3 separate regions of the Mus musculus genome follow, and regions 1 and 2 are each linked to region 3. The links are chromatin contacts, called in public Hi-C and HiChIP or PLAC-seq maps. All regions are on one chromosome and are shown on one strand. Each heading gives the region's core, a stretch centred on a gene start, on an enhancer-like site or on the middle of the called end of the contact. The rest is flanking DNA. Distances are from core to core; before and after follow the strand shown. Region 1 overlaps Stk3 (serine/threonine kinase 3). Region 2 has its middle 17 kb from the start of Vps13b. Region 3 holds the start of Stk3 (serine/threonine kinase 3).

Region 1 (3,255 bases), core at 176-2,675, 130 kb after region 3:
TGTCTTTCTCATGGAACCACCCAGATGCAGGTGCCTATGGCTGCAGCTCCTCTTACTTCTCCTTGAGTAGACTTTGGCTCTTTTTTCCCCACTGCTGTCCTGCAACTGTCCATAGAAGATCTGTTTGCCACCCTTGCCTCTTTTGACTTCTTTGATGTCTCATTTCTTGATTTCCCCCACCCCCATGGCTGTCGATCTTGAGTCCTGTACTCATTTTTAGTTCCTGTCTAGATAATTATTTTCTATATTGTTGAGACACTTAAAATCTAATATTCACACATTTGTTTCAAGCTTTAATTCAGTATCTTCCATTGTTTTTCATACTACCAGTTGCCAAATTCAAGAGTCTGGAAAATAGCTTTTGTCTAATCTTCCAGTTTTATTAGTCAAGTTCTATTGACATTTTCTTCCTGCCCAGTCCCCATAGCTAGAGATAATTCAGACTTCCATTACTCAGTACTTACTAAATGCATTACTCTTCTAGGAGTTCTTTATTCCCATTTTTCGGACTTAGTATTTTTCCCTCTGCATTTCTACATCACTCTAAATAGTAGTCCTCCATTTTGTCTTCTCCAGAGTCAATTTCACAACACTGCTAGATTTATCATCCTAAGTCACACAGATCATCCTGTTCCCTTCAAAACCTCTCCATCAGGAAGCAGTTTTACAAGTGTGAGGCTAGTTAGTAGTCAGATTCTTAAGAGTGTTATAGAAGGCCTTTGGCTCTGAGTATCTTTCTGTTTCCGTGCCTTTCGTTTTAGCCACACTTTATTTGTATGTGCTTCTAGGTATTTATCTTTGCCCCCTTTCTGCTCAGTGTTACGTTGTTACTTACAGTTTCTTCCATCTCTCCTCTAAACAGTCTCCATTGAGAACATCCTGAGCTTTCCCACCACCCAGTAAACCCCAAGCTCAGACATTTCATTATATTTGGGTGACTTTTCTAATTATGAGTTTATTGACACAGATGTACAGCAGCTAGTGCATTTTTTTTTGTAAAGGAAATGCAATGTTTTGTGACATGCAGGTATTAATGAAGTTAACGCTCTTGTATAAAATGGGAGTATTTCGATTTTCTTTGCACATGTAGTAACTCAGAAGGGAGACATGTCTCTGTTCATTGTGGAGTACCACCTTCTGAGCACAGCGGCCAGAGTGTTCATCAGAGCAGCTAGCTGTGACTTCTTATAAGAGACCCCTGAGAGGAGGAGGAGGAGGAAGAGGAAGAAGAGTGGGCCATCAGACTCTCACCTGAGAGTCTGTCTACACTCTTCTGTACCTCCCAGCCACCATATGTCGTACTGCTCCAATTGCATGTGGCCTCATGGTATTGGGAGGTTTACAAGGGCAGGTCTCTGTCTGTCAGATGTGGAGAAGTGGATATACATCATGCAGTGAGTATTTTTCATAGTCAGGCTTCTATGTATAACCCACCCTGACTCATGCCCAATAAACTTATTGGCTTCCCAACTTGGACTTTGGTGCATCCTACTTAAGTTATGGTGGATGACCTATAAGGGACAGGGACTCAATTATTCACATGTCTTCAGGGAAAGAGTTCTTACAATGATGGGGTAAGTCAATGAATGTGGTACTGTACACCTGGAACCCTAGCACCCAGGAGGTAGAGGCAGGAGGACCAGAGTTCAAGGCTATTTTAGATACATAGAAAGTTTGAAGCCTGGGCTACATGAAGCCCTGTTGTGCATGTTCGTGTGTGTAGGTTTCCATAATGGAACTGAAGGGAAGAGGGGCAGTATCAGCTTCATCAGTTTACAGCTGCCATGTGTTCAGCCCTGACTCAGGCCACGCATGAATGAAATCAAAAGAAACGAGAGAAGGGACCAGTGTTGCACTTTTCTTTTTCCCTGACAAAATGTTTCTTTTATTCACTTTATACTCATAATTCATCATATTTTATTTTTAGCCTAGTTTGGTTTTGAGAAATAAAATGGAAATCCTTTAGGTTAGCATCTGAAATGCTAATTTTAAACTTTACTATGGCACTTGTCCAGTAGAATCTGTTAAAAATTTTCCTGTAGGTCAGATCTAAGTTGAAAAGAATGAGGTAACTTTAATATGAACCCAGATTGTAATACAGTCTTTCTCTCCAGTGAGTTGGCAATTCACTATTCCATTTGTATTTTGAATTGGGGAAGCTGAGTTAATATGGATGTTTGCCAATGACAACAAATACTGGCAAGATAGTCCTGTTCTCTGGGCCTAATTATGTGGTTTTATTATAACATTTTTCACATAGTTGTTGGTACTTACTAGTCTTTCAAGGTGGATTGACTTGTTTGTCAATGACTCATATAAATTTTATTCTTTCTGAAGTTAAATCATTTCCTGCCAAGTCTTCTATCTTCCTAAGAAAGCCAGCTAACGTGTGTGTTTATGAATGTATATGTGTATATACATATAATATTCATTTTATTTAGCTATCCAGTTCCATCTCTTTGTAAGATTTTATATATTTTAAGTCCCCCCTGAGAAAGGCTAAGATGTAGGTATAGTGATTTATTCATTATTTATTCATTTGTCTTTTAGTGCTGGGTATCAAACTCAGAGCATTGGGCTTGTGAGGCAAACAGCTTACTACTGCTGAGTTACCCTCCCAGCCCTGTCTCATTTGTAAGTGCTTTTTCCTCACAGTGTTTTAGACATTGAGATATAACAATAAATGAAATGCATCCAGCCTTTTGCAAGGTACTTATATAACAAAAGTATTAAGTTGTATATGCACAAATTTTAAAATGATGATAAGGTTTATAACTGTAAGAGGGACACAGGATGACAAATGTGTTTGTGTTATTACATGTACACAGAGAGGTTGAGAAAGGCTATTTTGATAAGGTGGTTGTTAGGGTTAGTACAGATAAAGGAGGGAAATAAACAAATAAATAAATAAACCATGCAGATCTTTTTTGAAAGAATGTTTCCTTAGGAGAATCTAAATAGAGTATTTGGTATAAGGAACAGTGACGTGGCTTAAATGGCTGAGCCAGGTTAGATACAAGAGACATAGATGTTATACAGGAGTAGCAGAGGACCAGACCACTGTGGCTTCCTTCATAAGCTATGGTTTGATGGTTAGCATTTACTCTGAGATTTGTAGCCATTGAAGATCTTAAACAGAGGAATACTGTGTTCTAGCTGGGTTTAAATGAGCTGTTCTTTTTATGGAGAAGGGTTAGTAGCCACACAAGGGTACGAGCAGGGAAGATAAACAATGAAGATGTTGCTCTTCAGTTG
Region 2 (3,752 bases), core at 745-3,244, 200 kb before region 3:
TGTTATTCCAGATTGTAGTGGCTATTCCTGGTTGTCAACTTGACAATATTTGGAATGAACTACACTCCGGAATTGGAAGGCTCACCAGTGACCCTTATCTGGAGGCTTGGAGATCCTTATCTGGATCTTGGTTTGAAGATCTTGAGCCACAGTGGCTATGGATTCCAGAAGATTGAATCTCCGAGTTTAAGGAACACACCTTTAATGGCTAAGATCAAAAATTTAGGTGACAGGAGATGCTGGTGAGGATGAGGACAAAGAGGAACACTCCTCCATTGCTGGTGGGATTTTAAGCTTGTACAACTACTCTGAAAAATCAGGCTGGCAGTTCCTCAGTGAATTAGACATAGTACTACAGAAAGACCCAGCAATACCTCTCCTGTGCATATACCCAGAATGTGTTCCAACTTGTAATAAGGACACATGCTCCACTATGTTCATAGCAGCCTTATTTATAATAGCCAGAAGCTGGAAGGAACCCAGATGTCCCTCAACAGAGGAATGGATACAGAATGTGGTACATTTACACAATGGAGTATTACTCAGCTATTAAAAACAATGAATTTATGAAATTCATAGGCAAGTGGATGGATCTGGAGGATATCATCCTGAGTGAGGTAACCCAATCACAAAAGAACACACATGATATGCACTCACTGGTAGTGGATATTAACCCAGAAACTTAGAGTACCCAAGATACAATTTGCAAAACACATGAAACTCAAGAAAAGGAAGCCCAAAATGTGGAACAAAATAGCCATGGAAGGAGTTACAGAGACAAAGTTTGGAGCTGAGATGGAAGAAAGGGCCATCCAGAGACTGCCCTACCCGGGGATCCATCCCATATACAACCACCAAACCCAGACACTATTCCATACGCCAGCAAGATTTTGCTGACAAGACCCTGATATCTCTTGTTGAGGCTATGCCAGTGTCTGGCAAATACAGAAGTGGATGCTCACAGTCATCTATTGGATGGAACACAGAGCCCCTAAAGAAGGAGCTAGAGAAAATACCCAAGGAGCTAAAGGGGTCTGCAATCCTTTAGGAGTATTAACAATATGAACTAACCAGTACCCCCCCCCCAGAACTGTGTCTCTAGTTGCATATGTAGTAGAGGATGGCCTAGTAGACCATCAATGAGAGGAGAGGCCCTTGGTCTCGCAAAGAACATATGCCCCAGTACAGGGGAATGCCAGGGCCACGAAGCAGGAGTGGGTGGGTTGAAGAGCAGGGCAGGGGAAGGGTATAGGGGACTTCCAGGATAGTATTTGAAATGTAAATGAAGAAAATACCTAATTAAAACAAAAGCTATGAAATAGCCTTTATCCTTCATCCCTGGAAGATGTAGGAGAGCAACACAACAGCTGCAGTACTGGCCAGCCTGCTCCGGAGAAGGCTGAGCCTCCTCGATAGAATCAGTTCCTAACTTTACCTGTGGGGCAAGTGGACTGTGCCACCAGACAGAAGACCTGTAAGGTGGAAACAGGTTCAAAACCCCTGAAAAATCTCATAATTAAGAATAGCATGTGTTGGAACCAGACCCTGGCCAGACTTACCTGTTCTGGAACACATGACCATGACACAGCACTGAAGTGACCATGACAATCAGTCACATAGCATAAAAACCTGGAGTTCTCCATGCTAATGAGGTGTCTAGAGAGGCCTGAGTGTTCAGCCAATGAGCTCCCTTCCTGGGCATCTTTTCCTGCAAAGGGTATTTACTTCCTGCTTCTTCCTGAGTAAGACATATGCGTTCACATCTGCCGTGAGTTTGGACAAACAAGGATCATCTCCTTTATCAGTGACTGGGGGGAGGGGAGGCTTCGTAGTAAAAAATCCTCCCTAAATCGCTCAGAGAAGGCCTTCTCTCTTTCAACCCTTCTGTACTCTCGGCCATCACTGGGAAACAAACTGGACTCTGCCCAGTCCAAGCGCCTGCCATCACCTTCTTGACTGGTGCATACAGGATGCTAAGATTCTCAGACCACCGTTCTCAACTCCTCTGGGTCCCCAGTAGCGTCTGGGTACACAGGAGATTGAGAACCACAGCATCCTTCCCAGACCCTGCTGTTTCTCACCCGGGGAAACACAGGCTGGGGACTCCCTGTCTTGGACCCCCATCCTTAAGTGGTCTGCCTGCAGCACATGTGTATCCCAGCAGCAAGGCATACACCACAGACTAACATTTACCTATCACCTTAAAGTTCTAAGTATAAGTGCGTAAGTGTAAAGCTCAGAGTGTACGTGAGCTTGGCTAGGGGCTGCCGTTAAATTCGTGTTCTCCTCAGATGCTGAGATTAGGCTTTCAGGAGATGCTCACCAAAGGATCGTTAATTATATCCTGGAACCAATAATAAATTTTAATTTTACGACTCTTGCCCTCAAGTTTTCAGAAGCCTAGGTAGAAGTCACCAGGATGATCATTAAAAAAAGGGAGAGAGAAAGAAAGAAGAAAAGGATTCGAGTATTTTGAAACAAAACAAGTCCCCCAACCTGCTTTTCTAGCATCCCAGGTCTCTGCTGAGTGTCACAGCCTGTGCAGGCCTTCTCACCCCCTGCAGGTGGTGCTGGTACACAGGTTGTCTGGCTACATCTTTAAAGACAGTTATCTCAGCTACTAAAGCTGTTCTCAGTATTTGGTTTAAAGCTGTTGTAATGATCTAAATTACTCCTTCTCTTCACCCCAGTTATTGAGTCACAAAGAAAAACAAATACAGAAAAGGATGAGTCAGCTGGAGGTATCAGAGAGATTATCTGACATCTGATGCTAAATCTACCAGACCCAGCAATGACAAGATGCAGCTGTAGAGGAAAGATATGTTCTCTGTGTGTGTGCGTGTGTGTGTGCGTGTGTGTGCACGCAAACTGTCCTGTAATAGCTCCTGCCCACTTTCCCAAACCTGCAGAATTAGCTGGGCCAGATGGCACAGAACCATTAATCCTAGCATTCAGGAAACAGAGGCAGAGGCAGGCAGATCTCTAGGAGTTTGAGGTTTGAGGTTAGCCTGGTCTACATAATAAGTTCCTGTCTCACCCACACCCCACACCCAAAACAAAACAAAACAAAAAACCTGACGGATTAACCCCAGAGCTGTGTCTCTCACTCTCTCTGTGCTCAGGTGTCACTGGGTATTGGTAGTTGGGACTTCATTTAGAGATCTTTCGCCCCACCCACCAATGGCCCACCTCATCCACCTGCCATCATTAGTAGCTCTGTCCTCCATGGCCTTCCAGATGAATTCACTCAATGCAAATGTATTATAGTGGAATCTCCCACTCAGCTGAGAGCTCTGATAAGCAGGTTTGCCTTTCTCATCCTCTGTCACTAGTGCTTCTCCTGCACCCTGGAACATGTAAACACACATAAATTGAATGAATAAAGCAATCCATAAGAAAATTGCTAGCCAGGCGTGGTGGCGCACGCCTTTAATCCCAGCACTTGGGAGGCAGAGGCAAGTAGATTTCTGAGTTTGAGGGCAGCCTGGTCTACAGAGTGAGTTACAGGACAGCCAGGGCTACACAGAAAAACCCTGTCTCGAAAAACCAGGAAAAAGAAAAAAGAAAATTGCTAAAACTCTATAATTTTATAATAGCCTGGGACTAACGATTAATTTTAATTTTTTGTTCCTGCCACAAAGCTTTCAAAGTGGTCCAAGCAGATGTCAGTGAAGATGGCCACAAGTAAGATGCTGATGATGCTAAACTGACAAAGCAGTCCTGCAGCTAGAAACATCTCTTCCACAGCGAAC
Region 3 (3,697 bases), core at 493-2,992:
TGACAAGCAGAGAGAGAGGATGCTATGGGTTGGCTCTCAGATGACTCACATTTAGGTTGGATGACTGCCTGAGAAGAAAATGTTCAGCACAGAGCACCAATCATAAGCATATGCCGCCAACACCACTGACTGCTGTGCTTGGCTGGACTGGGATGACTTCCTGGAGGATAAAGTTGCTAAGACAAGGAACCCATTGTAAAGGATGATAAACTGAGCCCATCTTAATGTTTGATAAATTGAAAAAAAATCATGAGATGAACTTCTCAAGATGCTTTCTGCTGAAACAGGAAAAAAATGAGGTTGATGTGGAAGTTAGGAGAATGCGAGGTGGGCAGGAGAGTTTCAGTGGTGATTCCCAGTACTGACATTTTAAAAGCTGGTACTGGGGTTCAATGGTTAAGAGCACTGACTTCTGTTCCAGAGGATGTGAGTTCAATTCCCAGCAACCACATGCGGCTCACAACCATTTGTAGTGGGATCTGATGCCGTCTTCTGGTATGTCTGAGGAAAATTACAGCATACTCATATATATAAAGGCTGGCATTACTGTGTGTGTGCATGATGAGGGTGTGGAAGTGTGTGCATGTGTGAGAGAGATGTGGCAAGGGTGTGTGTGTGTGTAAGCCAAGGACAACTTTGTAAAGTCTGTTCTCTCTTTACACTTGTAGACTCATCAGGATTGTGTGGCAAGTGCCTTTGCTTACAGAACCCCCTCATGGCCCAGTATTGACATTTTAATCACTTAGTTTTTGTTATTGTTCCTATTGTCCTGAGTAGATGAAATAGATATCAAGGTGTGTGTCTTATTTAGTTTCAGTTGATACTCATTTTGACTAATATTGACTTCATACACATGGCTCCAACCTCTAAGAAAACTTTGCCCAATTCGTTTTAAAGAATATTCTAGAAAAAAAAATAAGCAAACTCATTTGTATAGTTGTGAGAAGATGTGTGTGTGTATTTTATGGTTAAATAGTAGACAAATGAATGTGTAAGGGGTCAAGTTCAATGGGGGTTAGGGCTGTCGGGGTCGGGGACCCAAGAAAAAAAGAAAGATATTCCTTTAGTATCTTTTTCCAAGCACTATAACTAGTCATGGGCTTTCCATGTTACCCAACAGGGCATCCAGCAAGACTCTGGTGTTCTAAATTTGTGCACCAAGAGATCACTGCAGTAAATATTTTCTGTCATTGGACTGTAATTATTATGCTTGTATACAATCAAAATCAACCAGAATTTCCAGAAGTATCCCAACTACTATAGTTACAAATGCCAATTGGCTTGGGGGGCAGGGGAACGTAGCTAATAATAACTAATAATTATAAACAGGACAAGAGAGGGAAGTGAGGGCAGTTTTACTTCAAACAGATTTACAAGATGATTGGCATGTATTCTTGGGGAATCCTGAGAAATGAGTCAAATCTCTAGTGGACTAGCACCCCTCCACCAGCACAGTAGCTTTTGGGTTGCCAAAGTCTCACTCTGGTAGCAAGACATCTTCTTTCTGAGCTGGGCACTCCTTTTGGTGGCCTTTCTCCACTACTCTCACCAGCGCTTGGACCCGCCCACCCTTCCCGGGCTGCGCTCCGCCCACCCTCCCTAGCCCTGCTAAGGCCCGCCCGCCTTCCAGGGCGCATCCTGTTCACTATCCCTGGCTGAGCTAGGGCCCGCCCACTCTTCTGGACCGCGCTAGGTTCCGCCCACTTTCCCGGGACACGCTCCGCCCACCCTCCCTGTCCGCGCTCCGTCCCGCCCACCCTCGCTGCGCCGGCCTCTTCCCACCAGCTCGGAGCTGCAGGCCACGGCCGAGGGGCGGGGCGGGGCGGCCGGGAGGAACCGCGTTGAGGAGCGGGAGGGAGATCCGCCGCGGAGTTACGTGAAAGTTGGTTCGAGTTTCCCGGTGTGATCCCTTGCGTTCGGCCGGCTGCTCCCGGGCTCCTTTCCTCCCTACGGCCTTCACGGTCCATTCGGCCCTTCTTTCTGCCACCGGCCGCCATGGAGCAGCCGCCGGCGTCCAAGAGGTAACGACGGCGGGAGCGGGATGAGGACGGAAGCAGCGGCGCGGGGCGGGGGCTACTAGGCCCGGCCTGCCGCCGCGACCCTGTCCCCGCCTGCTCGGCGCTGAGCGCAGCCTGGTCCAGGCGCCCACCGTTCGGCTCCGTCCCTCTGCGAGGCCAGGGACCCAGAGGGGACGCCGAGTCTCCGTGCCGACGTCTTGAGGGCCTGGTGCGCCGCAAATTGAGTGGCCCTCGCTGGGTTCCCGGCCCTTCTGGTGGCTAGGAGGGTTTGAGTAGTAAATTCCAGAAACCTGGAGATAAGGACATCAATGCACGCTTCTCTTATTCTCTCTCTCTCTCTCTCTCTCTCTCTCTCTCACACTCTCTCTCTCTCTCTCTCTCTCTCTCTCTCTCTCGATCAAGTCTTCTTAATAATATAACCATTCACTTTGTGAAGACAGATCGCTTATTTACAGTTTAAGGAATTAAGTATATTAATAGCCACGCAGAATGTAAAACATTATGGATGTGCAGCAATGACAGGTGTTTCCCCCCTCCCCCCAAAGTTCTAAAGAATTTATGGATCCAAGATAGATGGAATGTTAACTTAGAACCTCTCCCCCATATAGTTTTGCACATAAAAACAGTGATACTTTGGTATGCTATATATTGTTTATGTTTAATCATGGACATATTGGATGCATCTGTGTACAATATGTTTGAACTAATCATTTCAATCATCTTAGGAAACTAAATGTCCATTGATAAACGTTCATAATGTCTTCTCCCTGTTCTCCATGAATGAATAAAATAATTGTTTGACGCTGGGTAAAACATTTAACCTCACTTTCATTTATAATTTACAAAACTGTCTAAGAGAGTGCTATAGTGAAGATTAAAGTCTTCATGTGCTCTAATATCTAGAGATATTTAGATGTAAGGTGTTAGACTCATGAGGTGGAATCGTTAAAAAGGTAGGCACTTTGAGAACCGTTGTGAATTGTGTGATTAGACATGTGAGCCTTGGTTTCTGGAAACCATCTGTTCAGATGCAAAAAAGGGGAGGATGTGGACAGTTTCCCAGAAGGGACAGGCTATCCTTCTGGGCCCTGGAAGCAAGTCAGTTGTTAGATTCTAGCATGTTATTGGTGTCTTTCCTCTGGTAGTCCCTGGATACTCGCCTTCCCCACAATAACAGAAGAAAACCTGAAACTTTTTTTTCTTTCTGTTTTGGAAGGGCAGTAAAGGGGAGATCTTTGAGACTATGGCATAGGCCAGCTGGAATGACTGAATTGAAATAAAAGATCTGTGCTGGTTGGCTGTACTGTAAATTATCAGTTTCATTATAGCTGTAAGAAAATGCCTGCACTTGACATTAGTGAACCTGGACAATCAGAAGTTGTGGGTGACAATTCCATCGTGACTTATACTTTACAAAGCCATGCTTGCACATAAAACTTTACATTTTAAATTTCCATTTCTTCAAAGACTCATTTTAATCTAGAAATGCAATTCTTTTAGTTCTTTTGTTTTTCCCCTCATATGTTGTGCAGTGTGGCTTGAGTGCCTGGGTTTAAGAGCTCCTTCTGCCTTTGACTCAGGAATAGTTGGGACTAGGATATAGTTCCTGTGCAGGAAGGGATTGTTTTTAAAATTCCATTTTGTTGATTTGGTATCCCTGCCCTCCACCTCATGTGTGT

Evidence for each region. HiChIP or PLAC-seq counts read pairs in DNA pulled down with a chosen protein or histone mark. A called contact is a pair of places that touch in the nucleus more often than the background predicts.
Region 1: a contact with region 3 is called in a CTCF HiChIP or PLAC-seq map of the NIH/3T3 cell line, with 13 read pairs. The contact joins the enhancer-like site here to the promoter of Stk3 in region 3. A contact is called at or near these places in 2 of 39 promoter capture datasets (the 3T3-L1 cell line and fetal liver), 1 of 15 datasets of contacts at CTCF or cohesin (the NIH/3T3 cell line), 1 of 484 Hi-C or Micro-C datasets (nephron progenitors), 1 of 115 datasets of contacts at active chromatin or transcription factors (the NIH/3T3 cell line) and 1 of 9 other capture datasets (adipose tissue).
Region 2: a contact with region 3 is called in a Hi-C map of the N1E-115 cell line, with 2.9 times the contacts expected there. The contact joins the enhancer-like site here to the promoter of Stk3 in region 3. A contact is called at or near these places in 1 of 39 promoter capture datasets (the 3T3-L1 cell line), 1 of 484 Hi-C or Micro-C datasets (the N1E-115 cell line) and 2 of 9 other capture datasets (liver and pancreatic islet).

What each region holds. Positions count from the first base shown.
Region 1 is chr15:35,019,926-35,023,180 of GRCm38.p6, reverse strand. All of the region lies in intron 6 of Stk3 (serine/threonine kinase 3), which reads left to right. Among named protein-coding and RNA genes, the nearest start is that of Gm52204, 110 kb to the right of the region's middle. Within about 2 kb of position 1,425, at least 37 of the 459 cell types and tissues checked have an H3K27ac peak or open chromatin away from gene starts, as enhancers often do. A contact at or near this core is called in the NIH/3T3 cell line, where this site is marked.
Region 2 is chr15:35,351,788-35,355,539 of GRCm38.p6, reverse strand. No RefSeq gene overlaps it. Among named protein-coding and RNA genes, the nearest start is that of Vps13b, 17 kb to the left of the region's middle. Within about 2 kb of position 1,994, at least 3 of the 459 cell types and tissues checked have an H3K27ac peak or open chromatin away from gene starts, as enhancers often do. A contact at or near this core is called in the N1E-115 cell line, where this site is marked.
Region 3 is chr15:35,153,851-35,157,547 of GRCm38.p6, reverse strand. Stk3 (serine/threonine kinase 3) reads left to right here and starts at 1,742. Exons shown (of 11, transcript NM_019635.2): 1 at 1,742-2,021. The coding sequence starts at 1,996.